4 separate regions of the Sus scrofa genome follow, and all the other regions are linked to region 4. A link is a contact called in public Hi-C and targeted proximity ligation data. All regions are on one chromosome and are shown on one strand. The core of a region is the stretch at or near the end of the contact, and the rest is flanking DNA. Distances in the headings are between cores, read along the strand shown.

The links. Hi-C and Micro-C count contacts between places; a contact is called where the count stands out from the background.
Region 1: a targeted proximity ligation map of alveolar macrophages shows a contact between it and region 4. A contact is called at or near these places in 2 of 47 Hi-C or Micro-C datasets (heart right ventricle and retroperitoneal adipose tissue) and 2 of 2 datasets of targeted methods (alveolar macrophages and skeletal muscle).
Region 2: a contact with region 4 is called in a Hi-C map of retroperitoneal adipose tissue, with 2.1 times the contacts expected there. A contact is called at or near these places in 2 of 47 Hi-C or Micro-C datasets (retroperitoneal adipose tissue and subcutaneous adipose tissue) and 1 of 2 datasets of targeted methods (alveolar macrophages).
Region 3: a contact with region 4 is called in a targeted proximity ligation map of alveolar macrophages.

What each region holds. Positions count from the first base shown.
Region 1 is chr3:97,553,188-97,555,887 of Sscrofa11.1, forward strand. The region is part of intron 2 of LOC106509843 (a long non-coding RNA gene); the gene reads right to left. Among named protein-coding and RNA genes, the nearest start is that of TRNAI-UAU, 13 kb to the right of the region's middle.
Region 2 is chr3:97,418,758-97,421,626 of Sscrofa11.1, forward strand. It overlaps LOC106509843 (a long non-coding RNA gene), which reads right to left. Exons shown (of 8, transcript XR_002342750.1): 6 at 387-1,776. Among named protein-coding and RNA genes, the nearest start is that of TRNAI-UAU, 150 kb to the right of the region's middle.
Region 3 is chr3:97,528,917-97,531,952 of Sscrofa11.1, forward strand. The region is part of intron 2 of LOC106509843 (a long non-coding RNA gene); the gene reads right to left. Among named protein-coding and RNA genes, the nearest start is that of TRNAI-UAU, 37 kb to the right of the region's middle.
Region 4 is chr3:97,130,060-97,132,759 of Sscrofa11.1, forward strand. The region is part of intron 33 of THADA (thyroid adenoma-associated protein); the gene reads left to right. Among named protein-coding and RNA genes, the nearest start is that of ZFP36L2, 69 kb to the right of the region's middle.

The DNA of each region.
Region 1 (2,700 bases), core at 79-2,578, 420 kb after region 4:
GAGGAAAACTGGAGCTATTGAGATGGGACCTTATTTTTATGTTCTTTTTTTTTCCTTTCTTTATTTTTAGGGCTGCACCCACGGCATATGGAAATTCCCAGGCTAGGAGTTGAATCAGGGCTGCAGCTGACGGCCTACACCACAGCCACAGCAACGCAGGATCTGAGCCACATTTGCAACCTACACTACAGCTTGTGGCAATGCCAGATACTTGACCCACTGAGCAAGACCAGGGAATCAAACCCACATCCTCATGAATACTAATTGGGTTCTTAACCTGCTGAGCCACAATAGGAACCCCCCCTCCTTTATGTCTTTTTTTTTTTTTTTTGTCTTTTTGCCTTTTCTAGGGCCGATCCTGTGGCACATGGAGGTTCCCAGGCTAGGGAATCTAATTGGAGCTGTAATCGCCGGCCTACACCAGAGCCACAGCAACTCAGGATCCGAGCTGCATCTGCAACCTACACCACAGCTCACGGCAACGCTGGATCCTTAACCCACTGAGCAAGGCCAGGGATGGAACCCGCAACCTCATGGTTCCTAGTCGGATTCGTTAACCACTGAACCATGACAGGAACTCCCGGAACCCCTTATTTTATGTTCTGACATTGACACTGCAGGCCAAGCCCACTGTTAAGCTGCTGATACATAGCAAATCACGACCTGGAACTGGTGTGGGCTTTGAAGAAGAGTTAAAAGTTTGTCGCAGTGTTGTTTTTTGATGAGAATTTCGAAGGCCTGAGCCCTGGGGTAGAGCTTTGGATGAGTCCTTCTATACAAAACAGGTGATTAAAGATCCAGCTCCTAAGGACCGGCATCCTCGGAGCCATTTTCCCAAAGGGCAGGGGCAACCAGAGGACGGATGGGGACCTGGCTAAGGCTCTGCCTGTGGTCAGCAGAGGGCTAACAGGCAGATGACCAGGGCCATCCCTCCCCCCAATCCAGGCCTTCACTGGATGAAACAGTCTGTGGGGCAGGAAGAGTACCTTTTCTCTGCCCAAACCCCAGCCCACTGGGGAGCAAGTCCACTTTTCCCAACGTGTTTTGCTCCCACTGGGAGATGATTTGGGTCAGTGTCCCATTAGCCCAGGACAGAGTCCCTGCCCCTCCTCCTGACAACTGCTGGACAGTCAACCCTCACTGCCAACACCCTGCGTTGGCCCAAGCCGCTTCCTCTCCAGACCTCCTGCCCCCCTCTCTCCTCGGCCTGCCAGAGTCCAGGAAAGGCAGAAAGCTCTGGACAGGCCCCCAGTTGCCCTGTAGGCTGTAGATAAAATAAAGTCAGTGGCTATTCCCTAAGGTCCGCACTGCTCAGGCTCCACTACTAGGGGGAGCCCTCTAAGGCAGAGCCACAGCGCCACCTGGTGGTAAAGGGCCAACTGTGCAGCTAGGCCTGAGACAGCACAAAGACAAATACCTCCTGGGTGCCCCTTTCTTAACTATTTCAGTAGTTGCTGGGGGTCCTCCCTAGATCCCAGGAGAGCCCCATCCTGAGGGCTGAGGGACGACTGTAAAGTTGAAGTCCCCAGTCACATCTCTGACACACACACCCCCATACACATAGCAAAACCCCTTAGAAAGGGCCTGGGCTTCTGTGTCACGAGGACTAGGTCCCTCCTACCTTCTCTGGTTGATATACGTCTGAGTTCAGGCAATTACATAACCTCGTGAGCCTCAGTGTCCTGCCTCTAAAATCACTTCTTTTTTTTAAGAACAAAATAATGCCATTTGCAGCAACATGGATGAAACCAGAGACTCTCTTACTGAATGAAGTCAGAAAGAGAAAGACAAATACCATATGATATCACTTATATCTGGAATCTAATATATGACACAATTGAACCTTTCCACAGAAAAGAAAATCATGGACTTGGAGAATAGACTTGTGGCTGCCAAGGGGGAGGGAGAGGGAGTGGGGTGGATTGGGAGCCTGGGGTTAATAGATGCAAACTACTGCCTTTGGAGTGGATTAGCAATGAGATCCTGCTGTATAGCACTGGGAACTACATCTAGTCACTTATGATGGAGCACGATAATGTGAGAAAAAAGAATGTATACATGTATGTGTAACTGGGTCACCATGCTGTATAGTAGAAAAAAAAATTGTATTGGGGAAATAACAATTTTTAAAAAAAGAAGAAGAAGAAAATACAATTGCTTCTTTTTTTTCTTTCTTTTTTTTTTTTTTTTTTTTTGGCCTTGCCCTCAGCATATGGAAGTTCCCTGGGGCCAGGGATCGAATCTGCTTCACAGCAGTGACAACACCAGAGCCTTCACCCACTGGGCCACCAGGGAACTCCTAAAAGAGAAGCAATAAGAAGGCTTCCATAGATTAGGAATCAATTGGGTAAAAAAGTCCCTACAGCAGTAGCTAGTTCATTGCAAGTGTTCAAGAAATAATGGTTTCCTTACCCTTCTGTCTGGATTTGGTGCCTGAGAAACCCAGACTTACTCAAAGGCAGGGCCAAGGGGACAGTCAACACCCAAAGTCTAGGATGGGAACTGTTTCCATCTCAGCTCCTCCAAGAAGCCACTTTAAGCTATTTGCCTCTCTCTGAACACCTTGTGTTGAGGGTGACCAACCCACCTGGCTTACACTGAATGAGGGAATTTTCAAGAAGAGAAGGATCTTTGGTGCTGTCCCAGGCCATCCGGGATGTCCTTTCCTCACAGCCCAGTTCTAGGGCGGCACATAACCAT
Region 2 (2,869 bases), core at 279-2,778, 290 kb after region 4:
ACACACACACACACACACACACACACACACACGCAGGACAGAGATGGTTCTGGTCCCTGGGGCTTGCTGGTGGGGTAGGGGCAGGAAGAGGTGAAGCCAAAGTGCATGGTCCCTGCACATAGCTGGTGAGGCAGATCTTGGCTCTGCGGCCCCTGGGACCTAGGACTACCTGGCTGCATTCTCACTAGAACGAGCAGCGTTGCATGAAGCCACTTCCCAGACTCCCTTCCTCAGCCATTCCAAACCACCTCCTGATTGGCACCATATTGTGCTGGCACCATCTTGCATCGCTGGTTTGCTAGGGAGGGGGTGTCATTAAAATTTCTCCCCACTGCAATCTGAGTCAAGTCCCACCCACCCCCTTGCTGTGAGATCTCCCCTCAGACCTGACTGGGTTTCTCCCACACGAGCCTCTGAGGTTGAAGGTTAAGGGGCTGCCCTTTTTGCTTCTCATGTTCTCTCTTCCTTAGGCCCCCCTTTTCTGGTCCCATTGCCATCAGCAGCAGCTTCTCTACATCATGTCCGCTTCACCCCCTGCTTGAGGTCTTGCTTCGAATTCACCCCTCCAACTTCATTGGGCCATACGCCTCAGCGGGAAGGGCTGCAGGAAAACAGGAATCACGGGGAGATGAAAACACATAACTTTACATATCTGCATGCAGAGACCCACGGACAATGGATACCAAGAGCCCTGCCTATCCAGGCCCCTCTGCCCGCAGACACCGTGGGGTGAAGTGGGACCAGCCCAGGGATTCCTCCGTGCTGCCCTAGGAGGATCCCCTCCTGGATCCCTCCTCTTTACCCTCAAGAATGTTTTTCTCACTGTATCTCTCAAAGGCCTTGGGAAAGAGGCAAAGAGGAGGGAAATATACCTCTATTCAGATCTTACTAAAGGTAAAAATCTGGAGATGCCTTTTAGCTGGTGGCCTTCCACAGCTTAAATGCCACCTGTCCCTTGAGGCTTCTGGACCCAAGTCCCCTCCGCTGAGCTCCAGACTCCAACATTGGCTGCTCTGGGGCTTGGCTGTCTGATCCCCCAGCGGATCCTCCAATTCAGCCGGCCCCCACATGACTCATTCTCTTCCTCAAAACAGCCTGCTCCTCTTTCCCCAAACCCACACGGCCCTGATCCTCTCTTCTCCCTAAACGGTTCTCATGCCTCCTTCCCTCTCTCCCACTGCCCCGGGTCAGCCCTCATTTTCTGCTTCCCCTCTGGGTTTTCCCTGCCACCTCCCCCCAGGCCGTTCATGGTGACCACGGGACTTTTCTTAATAGCAAGTTTTAGGTCTTAAGCACCACCGGCCCCCAGGCTTAAAATTCTTCCTGAACTCCCTGGCGCCCAGAGGACAACACCCTTGGCAGAGCGGCGAGCTCCTTCCCCATCTGGCCTCCCCTGACCCTTCTGCTCTGATGTGATGCTGCTTCATAGGTCCCCAAACAGGCCTGGCTCCCTCTCAATGGGGCCCCGGCACACCGGTGTTGGAATGTTCTCACCCTCTTGAGTGCCTGCTGAACTGCTCATTTTTCAAAATCCTGCCTGAGTCACATCCCCTGGGAAAGCGGCCTTGGAGTGAATCACGCCCTCCTCCACGTTCCCCGTTACTGTGGTACCTGATTCAGGTTTCTCCGGGGGCCCCTCCCATCCTTCGCCGTGCAGCCTGGCTGCAGCACTGTCACCTCCTACCTGGATTGTGGTAGGTGCCTTCTGACCGGTCCCCCAGCCCTTTGCCCTCACCCTTTCCAGGCTACTGTGGATACAACAGCTCACACGGTCCTCTGAAAAAAAAAAAAAAAAAAAAAAAAAAACAGTCAACACACATCTCTCTGCTCAAAACCCTCCAGCACCTCCCATCTCACCATAAAAGCTAAAACCCTATAGCAGCCTCTCAGATCCTCCTGGCATGGTCTTCCTTATCTCTGGACCCTCATTCCTGCTTCTCTTTCCCTCTCTACCCCAGACTCACTGGCTTCCTTGCTGCTCCTGAATATCGCAGTCCCCCTCCTGCCCCTGGGCCTTTGCACGTACCCCAAAAAACCATTCTCATCTCTGCTATCAGCTTCAATTCTTTGTTCCTGTCTCACCTTCTCAGGGAAGCCTGACCTCCTGGGCCCTGTGAACACAGCGACCAACCCACACCTCCTGATCCTCCTCACCTGCTCCACTTTCCTTTCTTATAACACTTTTCACTTTCTAAACATATTATTCACCTGATTTTTTTTTTTTGTCTTTTTGTCTTTTCTAGGGCCACACCCATGGCATATGGAGGTTCCAGGCTAGGGGTCTAATCAGAGCTGTAGCCGCCGGCCTACACCACAGCAACATGGGATCGGAGCCGTGTCTGTGACCTATACCACAGCTCACGGCAACGCCGGATCCTTGACCCACTGAACAAGGCCAGGGATCAAACCCACAACCTCATGGTTCCTAGTCGGATTTGTGAACCACTGAGCCACAACGAGAACTTATTTTTTTATTTTTATAGCCTGTCTGCTCTTCCAAAACTATTTTGTTTACGGAGAGATCCTATGAGCCTAGAATAGTGCAGACATGTGGTATACACTCAATAATAACTGAAGCAATCAAGCAAGCAAGCAGTCAATCAAAGCTATTTCTTGGTGGGCTCCCCAGAAGTCAGTGAAGTCCTAGAGGTGGAATCCATGCTCAGTCACCTCTGGATCCTCAGGGCTTAGCCCACTGCCCTGGCCACCATGGGTGTACAAGAACCAGTGAATGAATGAATGAATGGATAGATGAATGAATGAATGAAGGGGGCCCTGCCCTTTTGCCTGAGGAAGAAAAGCAGGGGCCTGAGCAGATAGTCCACACAAATGATACCACTGCCCGTTGGTTCCTGGGCTCCTCCTGTGC
Region 3 (3,036 bases), core at 360-2,859, 400 kb after region 4:
TGGAGGAGAGAGGGGTCCAGTCACCACAGAAGGTAGCTGCTGGAGACTCCGCAGCAGCCATCAGGCCCAGGGCCTGTGATGCTTTTAGGGGGTTCTCCAAAATGTTTTCATTTCTTTTAAAATCAGCAGGAAGGAGTTCCTGTCATGGCTCAGTGGTTAATGAATCCAACTAGGAACCATGAGGTTGCGGGTTTGATCCCTGCCCTTGCTCAGGAGGTTAAGGATCCGGCATTGCCGTGAGCTGTGGTGTAGGTCGTAGATGCCGCTCAGATCCCACGTTGCTGTGGCTGTGGTGTAGGCCGGCAGTAACAGCTCCGATTAGACCCCAGCCTGGAAATCTCCATATGCTGCAGGTGCTGCCCTAAAAAGACAAAAAAGAAAAAGAAAAAGCAGAAAAAGACCAAATACAATAATAACGAATCTAGGTGTTCCTGTTGTGGTTCAGCAGTAACGAACCCAACTAGTATCCATGAGGATGCGGGTTTGATTCCTGACCTCAGTGGGTTAAGGATCTGGCGTTGCTGTGGCTGTGGTGTAGGCGGTCAGCTACAGCTGATTCACCCCTAGCCTGGGAACTTCCATATGCCATGGGTACAGCCCTAAAATAATAATAATAATAACAATAATAACAAATCCAGCCTTGATTATACTCACCTTTATACTAGCAGTCTAAATACTATGTATTTTATTTTTTATTAAAGTATAGTTGATTTACAATGTTGTGTCTATTTCTGCTGTACAGCACAGTGACCTCTTCACACATGCATGTACATTCTTTTTCTCATATTACTGTCCATCATGTTCTATCACAAGTGCCTGGATATAGTTCCCTGTGCTATATATTGCTTACCCATTATAAATGTAATAGTTTGCATGTTAACAAAGGCATAAATTTATATATGTATGACCAGGTCACTTTGCTATACAGCAGAAATTGGCACAATACTGTCAATCAATGACACTTTAATAAAATAAACTTTTTAATTTTTAAAAATTTTTTTAAAAAGAAAGCATAAACTTAATCTTTTTTAAGGAGGAAGAATCCTACAAAAGCAAAGGAGCTCTGGGTGCTACACGTGTCAAGAATCGGGGTCTGAATTCATGTGTGGATTCACTGCCTCTCTCATTTTAAGGGTCTAAAATGTAAGCGCCTCAGGACGAGCTGCCCCCAGCAGGTCCCAGAACCTCACTGCCCCTCCTCAAAGTACAACAATACCCACCCTGGAGGTCACTGGGCAAAAGCAGGAGTGGTCAGGGCAGAGAGGAGGGCGGGACTCAACACAGGGGTTCAGCCAGCGGCTGTGGCTGGCCAGTGTCCCCCCTTTCTGCTGAATGGGCTGGCCAGCACGTCACGGTCAAAGACTCTGTCCATGTGGAGTGCACAACTCCTTCCAGCCAGGTTCAAACCAGCCAGCCCAGCTGTACTCAGCTGGTTGCAATTGCAGCCCCATTGGGCTGGGGTTTCACTTTCAACATTGATTTATGCGAAACACAAGGTTGCCTGAAATCCACTCAAATTCCTCTTCCATGAAGCAATGGTTCCGGAAGGGAGGGAAGGGCCCTGGCACCCTAACATGGGCTAGGGGAGCGTCCACAGAGCTGGAGCTCTCTGTACAAGGAAGTACCCCAGGGAGCAGAGCCACACCCCCAGGGCGCTGGCAGGAGGCCTCCTTGGAGAGATGATGGAGGCACGCAGTGGAATCCTGCACAGCATGGAAAATAAGTGAGCTAGAGTCACGTATGTCTGTGGGCTAGCATCCCTAAACATACTGAGAAGCAGAAACTGATTACACAAGAATACATAGTAGAACGACATTATTTATACAGGTTTCAAAGCAGGCAAAACAACTCTGTAAATATTTCAGAAAAACATGCATATGTACCAAAAAGTTAAAGAAATTTATGAGAATGAAAAATGCCAAATACCAGATACTAGTTACTTCTTGGGGAGAAGGGGAGGGGGTGGGGGAAGGGAGGTGGGTTTGGAAGGTGCTCATGGATGCCTTCAGCTGGATTTGTAATTTTATTTCTGAGACTGGCCTGTGCTTACAAGGGTGTTCACTATAGCACGATTCATTCTGGTATTTTCAGGAAAGTAAGGCCTGAAGGGGGTAGAGGATGAAACAAAAATTTCTAGCGTCACCTCCAGCAACACCCATGGGGAAAGAAAACACATCCATAGCCAAACCTGGTCCCTCACTTCGCCCCTATATCACCCAGGGAGGAAGACAGGAGGGGCCGGGGAGGCTTTCAGGACAGAGGTCTGGCTGCCTCCGAGGGGGGTACCCAGGACTCAATGAGGCTGATAGCAAGCAACCATGAGGTCCCCAGTATGCTCAAGGCTGGAGTGAGGAAATGCACCCCAGGACTCCTGTGTAAGGTCCCAGAGCCCCACTGTCATTCTATTAACCATTTCCCCCAGAGAGCCCAACCCTCCCACCCCTACACTTTCCCCTCTGTCCACACAGGCCTCACAGGAAAAGCATCCGTATAGCTGTTCAGGCCAAGAACCCAGGCCTGGGCCCCAGCTGCAGCCACAAACCCCAAGGCCACCCAGAGGGCCCAGGGTACAACCGTCTCCTGCTCCTGTTCCTCCAAGAACCAGGAGGTGGGGCCTGGGCCTGCCCTTTCCCTGCCTCCAGCAGCAGAACTGGTGCCTCACTTAGTCCTAGCCGAAGGCTCACTCTCCAACATGACAGCCTGGCCCCACCAGTGCCCAGCTGCTCCCTGTGATTTCACCAAAGGGTTGCATTTGAAAACTTTAAACAATCATGGAGTTCCCGTCCTGGCTCAGCAGTAACTAAGCCAACTAATATCCATGAGGACGCAGGTTAATCCCTGGCCTCGCTCAGTGGGTTAAGGATCCGGGTTGCTGTGAGCTGTGGTGTAGGTCACAGATGCAGCTGGGATCCCGTGTTGCTGTGGTTGTGCTGTAGGCCTGCAGCTGTAGCTCCAATTAGACCCCTAGCCTGGGAATTTCCATAGGCCCTGAGTGCAGCCCTGGGGGGAAAAAAGGCAAACTAGATATTCAGAGAC
Region 4 (2,700 bases), core at 87-2,586:
ATGGAGGTTCCTAGGCTAAGGGTCAGATTGGAGCTGCAGCTGCCAGCCTACGCCACAGCCACAGCAACGCAGGATCTGAGCCACATCTTCGACCTACACTACAGCTCTCAGCAACACCGGATCCTTAACCTACTGAGCAAGGCCAGGGATTAAACTTGTTAAACTTGCGTCCTAAGGGATGCTAGTCAGATTCATTTCCACTGAGCCACAATGGGAACTCCTGAAGTTCTTTTTGTTATTTTTCATATGAATATCCAATCGTTCTGACTCAGCAAGACCTCTGGGCTCTGGGTTCTCCCTGTCTGTGCCGGGAGGGAAGGTGCCCCTGCTTAGTAGTCTGGGGCAACTAGAAGTCTCACCTTATGTGTTGCTTTCTTCTCTCGGGGGCCATGGTCCTGGACTGCCCATGTCTGATGTTTAAAAACAATAATTTCACACGTTTGTCTAGTTTATAGCTGTTAGTTGTTTATGGCAAAGGGCAATTCCTATAGTGGTTAAACTTGCATGGGCTAAAAGAACTATCACCTTCATCACTTTGCTTTGAAACTTCTTGGTTCCTCAGTTGTAAAGTGGGGATGGTACCCTCAGAGCATTGGGGTAAAGGTCACCTGAAAGAAAGAGAAAAAAAAAAAAACTGTGAAAACCCCATGGAAAGTAACATTATAAGAAAGAAAAAATCTAGCATAGGAAGACAAGCAGGTATTAGGAAGTAAAATTGGTACCAAAACGAATGGTCGGTCATCTCATCAGAACTTCTGCTGGTCCCATGGCCAGCTACGCTTACTCCCAGGCTCTCCTCCAGTGCCCATCTGGCAGAATGTACTTGATGGCACACTAAACCGCATGCCAGTGCAACCAGATTCTGTTGGATTTGCCAGCTGTAGATTGTACCTTGTGGCGTCATTCCCACATTGATGTAGGCCAGTGGCACCAGAAACCTCTTCAGTCTTAGAGACTGTTTCTTCCAGAACTATAAACTGTAGCGCTGGCAAGACACTGAGATCAGCAGTCCTAGCCACTCATTACAGGTGCGTCGGCAGAGGTAAGCCCCACTTATTTAAAAGAATCTTCCCAGCCACTGAGACTCTCAAAAAGGTTTCACACCGTATCTCATTGCCGAAGGGCAAAAGGGAAGCCCCAGATCCTTTGTGGGGAAGAGGTTAAATGAAATGGGGGGGTGTCTAAGCTGTGATGATACAGAAGTTGCTGATTTCTCAATCTTGTCCTTGGGAGCAATTCGCTGACAAAGAACCCAAAGCAGTGTATGCTAAGAAGTAATTTTATGTTTGTGTCTTCGGGTTGTCATGTGTTTATCCACAAGTATTTCCTGACTTCCTCCCTGTGTTGGGCAGAGGCAAGGATGGGATGGTGGGTGGAGGCAAGAAGTGAAAACTGCTGGTCCCACCCAGGGCCTGGTGAGCTCATTTTTAGCCTACCCAAATCCCTTCAGAACTCTTCGGACTCCATCTCCCAAGCCACAGGGACTGTTGTTATTTTTGGGTTGACCAAGTAGTCTTCAAATAGTATTTTCAGAAGCTCATCCTCCTTCCTCAAGAGCAGATAAGGCGTTTGGTGCCTAAAAAAGTACTTGGAGAATCTGCTGGGGCAGGGGAAGGAGGGAGTGTTTTCAGAGGGATGTGTGTGTCGGGGCCATGCCCGTACGCAGGGCAGAAGGGGTTCAGAGACCCAGAAAGTAGGCAAGACGTAAACAGCCGGCACCCGTTCAGGGTGCTTCTCAAGACGGAGCGAGTCTCCAAACGCTTCCGCCAGGTCCTTCTCCTTGTCTGTGACTGGAAGGGCCCTTCAGGTCAGGATTACTGTTCACCAGGAGGAGCAGAGGATTAAGTAGAAGAATTGGAATTTCCCTTCGATAAGGAGAAGCCAAGATGTATTAAATCACTCGATTTGTGGTGTTGTTGTTGTTGTAGTTCCTATGGTTTCCTCTCCTCTCCAAACATAATTGTGTTTTTTTTTTATACTGAGAAATTGCATAACAGACCATTAACAGCACAGAGTGTACAAACTATCATCTCTGATTATTTTTAGAACCAGTTTATCAACTGGTCCAGATAAGAACATTTGTTGGGTCTGATTACCAGATCTCTCTGACCAGAGCTCCAGTTCTTTGAAATAGAAAAAGCTGACCGTCTCACTGTGCCTTAAAAGTAAAATCCACTTTGTATTCTCTCACTTTTTTTAAGGAGAGTAAAGGGGTGGGGGTGGGGGGGGCTTCTACAGACGTTTCCTGATCGAGCGGGATCGGAGAATTCCGAGTCATTACCATATGTGAGAGAGAAATTCATTCATTCATTCATTTGTCCGAAACTTCTACAGACGTTTCCTGATCTAGCGGGATCAGAGAATTCTGAGTCATTACCATATGCGAGAGAGAAATTCATTCATTTGTTCACTCAATCATTCAAGGAGACAGCACAGGAAAGGTAGAATCAAGAACCTGCCTCTGAGGCTCAATGGCAAGCGACCACCAGAGTGGCACGGTCCATACCCTGGCCATTTATACAGCGTCCCCAGTGTGGCAGTGAAACTGTTTTTTTCTGTTTGATTGGCCTCTTTCTAAGTAGAACAATTTTGCTGTGATTACTGGGGTTTTAGCTTCTCCCATAACGGTCTCTGCGGGGGCCAAGAAAACAGTGTCCCTCGGGGCCTGTACACCAACTCCCTCTGGCCCCATTAATTTTG